Regions from separate parts of the Zea mays genome. Here region 2 is linked to region 1. The links are chromatin contacts, called in public Hi-C maps. All regions are on one chromosome and are shown on one strand. The core of a region is the stretch at or near the end of the contact, and the rest is flanking DNA. Distances in the headings are between cores, read along the strand shown.

What was found. A called contact is a pair of places that touch in the nucleus more often than the background predicts.
Region 2: a contact with region 1 is called in a Hi-C map of tassel, with 2.3 times the contacts expected there. The contact joins the promoter of LOC100284607 here to the promoter of LOC100283507 in region 1. A contact is called at or near these places in 2 of 25 Hi-C or Micro-C datasets (ear and tassel).

Annotation. Positions count from the first base shown.
Region 1 is chr1:3,562,974-3,566,212 of Zm-B73-REFERENCE-NAM-5.0, reverse strand. LOC100283507 (membrane protein) reads right to left here and starts at 1,792. Exons shown (of 4, transcript NM_001156407.2): 1 at 1,369-1,792; 2 at 1,110-1,273; 3 at 604-1,021; 4 at 1-329. The coding sequence starts at 1,643. The coding sequence ends at 218.
Region 2 is chr1:3,767,572-3,770,513 of Zm-B73-REFERENCE-NAM-5.0, reverse strand. It overlaps LOC100284607, which reads left to right and starts at 1,303. Exons shown (of 10, transcript NM_001157502.2): 1 at 1,303-1,536; 2 at 1,630-1,752; 3 at 1,901-1,975; 4 at 2,099-2,164; 5 at 2,590-2,685; 6 at 2,819-2,935. The coding sequence starts at 1,381.

The DNA.
Region 1 (3,239 bases), core at 543-3,042:
GCGCATGCTGACTAGACACGCAAGACGAGATTCGAAATCTCAATAATTGCATTGCATCATTATGTAAAAGAATGAATCAAATGAACAGGAGACCGACGTGTGTGTTGAGATCTGAATGAATGACAAAGAAGCTATCTACAGTAACGAGACTATACGGATCGGAAGATGAAAATGGGTGGCAACTCCAACTCGTGCTGCTGCCGCTATGCATGGATCATCAGTTGGTGCAGTTCCATCTGGCGGTGGGCACGCAGCTGAGGTAGTGACACCAGTGGCAGCTGTCGTTGGCGTTGGCGCCGCGGAAGAGCATCGCCATGCCGGCCGCGAATCTGCAGAGAGAGGAAACCATACACGCAAGGAATAATGAGTTGTTGAGACTTTTGAATTATATATGAGCGCACACAAAACGGCATAGAGTATCGTGCACAGCGTGGTTGTCAATGTCAACACGCTGGCTAGCCATGAGAGAGGAAGAGGAGAATCCAGTCACGTTACTCCTGTTATATGTACATGCTGGACGAAGGAAATGGCCTGGCCAGCTACGAAGGGCATATATATAATAAATAAATAAATAAATCAATCAGGATGTCCTGTCCTGCTTACCCGACTAGGAGGATGATGATGGCGACGGCGAGGAGGGTCCACTGGTACGCGAGGTACTTCCTGGCGGTGCAGGGCGCGCCGGCGGGGAGTCCGTAGCGCTCCATCCAGCCCAAGTGGGGGCGCATGAGCACGACGAAGCCGAGTAGGAAGCCCGCGAGGAAGCCGCCGAGGTGCGCCAGGTTGTCGACGTGGGGCAGGACGCCGAGCACCAGGTTGACGGCGGCCACGGACAGGAGCGTGGCCACGGCCGCCGCCTTGTTGGTGTAGATGGTCCAGTTGGTGAGCAGCTCCGAGAGCATGGCGCCCAGCAGGCCCAAGAGCGCCCCGGAGGCCCCCACGGTGACGCGGTTCCGGACGACCAGCGACGACAGCACGGCGCCGCCCACGCCGGAGAGCACGTAGATCGCGCCGATCCTCACTGATGAACGCGGTTATATATTGTGGTTATTATTGGCAGCCAGGGGCAGGGTAGAGTAGAGTAGAGTAGGTAGGTAGCCGCTACCGACCGTATCCGAACTGCTGTTCGAGGCGCATGCCGATGAAGAGGAGGCAGAGCATGTTGGCGACCAGGTGGATGACGCCGGCGTGGAGCCACATGCTGGAGAGGAGGCGCCAGCCCTGGTGGCGGTGCACCACCTTCTCCCACACCAGGGCCCCCATCTTGGTGAGCCTGCAGAGACAGACACGATCAATCAAAAGTACAGGGCGCGTCAGATCTGATCTGATCTGATCTAATCACATACATAGACAGCACATTATACTCACGTGGCGGAGGAGGGCCCGAAGAGCGGGTTCTGTCGCAGCGGCTGGAAGGAGAAGCGGCCGAGGAAGCGGGCGACGCACTTGTTGGTGTCGCGCGCGGGGCAGTTGTTGGCGTACATGGTGACGACGAAGACGGTGATGCTGGCGACGAAGATGACGGGGACGAGCCAGGGCACCCACTCCCGCTCCCCCTCGTGCTGCGGGTACAGCGGCGACGGCACCTTGCCGGGCTCCTTCCTCGCCGGCCCGCCCTTCTCCACGTCCGCCCGCGTCGCCATGCCCGGCCCCTAGTGTTTGTGCCTTGCCTTGCGGCTTGCGCGTGCTGCTGCCTGCGTGGGGTTCGTTGGTGGAGTGAAGGGGCCGGGGAGGAGAGGAGAGGACGGCGGGCGATACGTGAGCAGCGGCGGGGTGGGAATTAATAAACGCGCGAGCGAGCAAGGGGGACGCGCGGCGCGGCGGGGCGGTGTTTCTTTGAATTCCCAGGGCAGGCAGGCAGGCAGGCCCACAGGGGTGGCGGGCGCATGTGCATGGCTGGGGCTGGCTGATGTGATGCGGTGCAACCGTGTTGCCGAGGGCCAGCCAGATCCTGGCGACCCTAGTCGCACTGGCACATACAGAGATACAGGGTTACACGCAACGCAACTCATCAATCCTGACATGCCTTGTGGAAGCTTCAAGTTGACGCACACATCACACATGGGCCTCGTCGGCGTCGAAGCTTCGCCCTTGGAGGGTCAATGATGAGGTGGGTTTTGTTTACTACTAGTAGCAGTATCGGAGGGTGAATCATGACGAGGTGCAGTAGTGCAGTGCAGCGCGGATGGCCATGTGTGTGATTAGATCTAATGATGATGGAGACAGGCAATTATGATAGTGCGCGCAGCTACCAGACTAGTAGTACTCCCTCTGTCCGTTTGAATTGGACGTTTTAGGTCATCTAACTTGTCCACAAATTTTGTCATGCTCGGAACCCAAGACCACTGTCCACTCTATCATCATGTCAGGCATCCTAGCATTTCGTAGATGTAATTCGTTTCCGGTCTTTTGGTTGGAGCGGCAAGCGGCGCTGGTTGGGTGACGCTTAGGGCAAGGCGCCAGCTTGCTTGTACTGGCTTTTATTTGCATTGTAACTAACGCTTAATTAAGAGAAACGAGGGTTACATATGTCATTTCAGCTCTCTCATAATCTGTCTCAAAAAAACTAGAACGTCAAATTCAAACGGACGGAGGGAGTACTACTTTTGATTTGCCAATGGTATTATAAAAATAAAAAAAACACGTACGTACAAGTTTATTAGTAGGAGACAAGACGATAGAGAGGCACTCGGTTCTTCCTTCCACTCGCCGTTCCCGAGCGTTCTGTGACACGCCACGCTGTAGCTCGGTTGGCACCGACAGGCCTGGTGTCTGCGTGCATCGGTATATTCTAGCCCGCCCGCCCGCGCGCCGCTTTGTTCGTTTCCGCGTCGCGTTGGGCGTTGGCTGGCTGGCACGCAGCTGGTGTCGGTCTCGGTTCCGGCGGCTGGTGTGGTGGGTGCAGTGGGCTTGCACTCGAATCAATCGGATTCTGCCTCGCGTACACCCCGCCCGCCGCACCGACCGTCGGCCATGTGCCAACGAGAGACGGGGAACACGGATCCAATTCGTCCACGGCTCCATACGCTACCAAAGCCGAGAAAACTTACGAGACGTTAGAGCCGTTACGCTGTCAGGGGGCTCGAGAATAGGCTGGATGCGAAGACGATCCAGCTAAGGCCTCATTTGTTTCAGGTGGCTAAAAGAGGTCACAAAAATTAACTAAAATAATATATTTATCCCACTTGCTCTAAATTATCATTTGCAGAGTCATTTGTATAAAACTCGCTTTCTATGGG
Region 2 (2,942 bases), core at 54-2,553, 200 kb before region 1:
TTCCATATGTATGGACAGTATGGTAGTTGTCTGATTAGCTTCACATCTTCCTTGTTGTAGGAGCTGCACGCGCCGTAGCAAGGCGGTTCAACCTTTTGGTGCAACTCTTCCACGCACCACCACCCCCGGCCCGCCGCCGGGCTCAGCTGAGCTCGCCGCCCGCGACGCACTCCTCCAAGGCTCGAACATGCATGGTGGCCTGGTGGGGCCTTCGCATGCGTGGGATTAGGATGAAAACGGTTTTGGAATTTTTCGGTATTTCGAAAACCGATTTCGAAATTTTTCGATCGGATTCATCGGTAACGATATTTTTCGAAAACTGAATCGGTTTTCGGAATTTTCTATCGGAATCGGTTTGGTGTTTTACCGACCGTTTCCTTCGGTTACCGGTTTTTGTCGGAAATTACCGGATTTGTGTCTCGGAATTTTCCGGAATTGTGTCTCCGAATTTTTCGGAATTGTGTCTCGGAATTTTCCAACATGTGATTTTTTGCATCGCCTGTACGTTTCTAGATAAGGATTACTTATTTTTGTATTTTTGGACGCCTTAAGATTTTTTTGGGATAGATGGTGTTGGAAGACAGTTGAGATTAATGATTTGGTCTTTTCCACATACTAGGTTTTAAGGTTTTCGTGTGAGGTTGTGAAAAACTCTTTATGTGAGGAAAAAATATTTCATAAGTAAGCATGTCATGTCAGCCAGATCGAGTGGATATTGTGAATTGTGAACTTTGAGTCTATAAACTTGTGATCTTTATGAACTTGTTATACTGTGAACTTGTTATATTGTGAACTTATGATCTTTGTAAACTTTTTATATTATAAATTTGTGATCCTTGTGAAGTTGTTATATTGTGAACTTGTTATATCATGAATTGTGAACTTGTGGTCTTTGTGATCTTTTGTCAACTTTGTTGTATTATGAAGTTTGATATGTTTACCGATCGTATTTTAGATTTCGACCGTTACCGGTGTATTTTCCGCACCAAACTTTGGTTTCCGATGTTTCTGAAATACCGATATCGTTTTCGTTTCTAGAGTTACCGTTTTCGATTTTGTTTCCGATAAAAAAAATATGAAAACGGTAATGGTTTTAGTGTTTACCGACCGTTTCCGACCGTTTTCATCCCTACGTGGGATGCCATGCATGCTAGCAAGCGGCGGCCTTTTCTCTCTCCTTTCCTACGTGGATGGAGTCTTGTAGAGAGCAGTTAACAGCTAGCTACCGTGGTTGCCGGGTGCCCTACGTTAAAGCCAAATGGCTTGAGGCCACTCGCTTGCAGACAAGATAAGATAAGCCCAGGACAAGCTATCACCAAACGGGAGGGCGAGGGGCAACAGGACACACACACTGACCTAGCACCAGCTCGATCTCACAGGATGGTTACGCTATGCCATCCGATTCGGATCCGAGCAAGCGGGAGCACCGCGAGCTGGCGGAGGAGAAATGCGGCGGCGGCGGCGAAGGTCCTCTGCTCCGTGCAGCAAATGCCGCCGCCGCCGCCGGCGGCCACGGCTGCCCAGAGCACGATCAAGGTACTCCACCTCCACTCCACCGCCGTGCATGCTCCGTGTTCTTGCTGGAGGATCCAGCCAGCCAGCTGCCTATCATATATATGTGCCCACCAGGTCGTTATCGTTGGGGCAACGAAAGAGATCGGGAGGACGGCCGTCGTTGCGGTGAGCAAGGCCAGGGGAATGGAGCTCGCGGGCGCGATCGACTCGCAGTGCATTGGCGAGGACGCGGGACAGGTTCTTCTTCTCTCACTCACATGATCCCATGTACTCCTTCACATGCACTGCATGGGTGGCATTGCATTGCCGGATTGCCCCTTTGTTTATATCTATCTCATACGAGCTGTATGCGAATGCTGGGCACTGCACGGGCGTCGTGGTCCAGATAAGTGGCATGGACGAGCCGCTGGAGATCCCTGTGCTGAACGACCTCACCATGGTTCTGGGCTCCATAGCGCAGGTACAGACCCCGCTCAGCTCGCTGGGGGCCGGGCGACCGTGATAAATCCCCGGCGGGCTTCGGGCTTCAGGACTTGCATCTTTGGGCTAACTGCACACTGCCTGTCCTTCCATTCCATTCCAGTCGAGAGCAACCGGCGTGGTGGTCGACTTCAGCGAGCCTTCAGCTGTTTACGACAATGTCAAGCAGGTACGCACGGCACGTCCACTGCCCACCTACGACATGGAAAAGGACATGCGAGCTGCATGCAATCAATGAACGGCGAGGTGCTTAAGCCCAAAGCTAAACCTAAACAAAACACTGTTGTTTTCTTCAACCCTGTATGGTTTGGTTTGGTTTCACACGCTGCGTTGGAGAATCCCAGCGAGGGGTTTAGGAGCAAACTAGATCAGGGTGTCGTCAGCTGATGCAGATCAGCGATGATCCTGACAAGGACAGAGACAAGCATGAATTAATGGCGTTGATGACTAAATTAACCAGCTAACGTAACTTTTCAGGACAAGATCAACAACCTACTCATGTCCAGACTCTATCCGCAACTGCTTCAGATTATTATTATTTTTTCTTCTCATGTTCGGAATTCTTTGAAATGGTTTATTACGTACCATGAGCAGGCAGCGGCGTTTGGTCTGAGCAGCGTCGTCTACGTTCCGAAAATCGAGCTAGAGACAGTGACTGAACTGTCAGCGTTCTGCGAGAAGGCAAGCGTGGTAATAAGCTGCAACTGCTCACCGTCGTTAGGGCTGCTTCTGAAACTTACCACACCGCCATCACCATTTTGAGCTTGGCAGCCAGACTAATAATAATATGAACTTGCGCTGTGGTTTCCTGGTCATTAATTAGGGCTGCTTGGTTGCGCCAACGCTGTCGATTGGGTCCGTGCTCCTTCAGCAAGCGGCTATACAGGCCTCGTTCCACTACAGCAACGTTGAGATTGTGGAATCGAGACCAAACCCATCGGTACGAC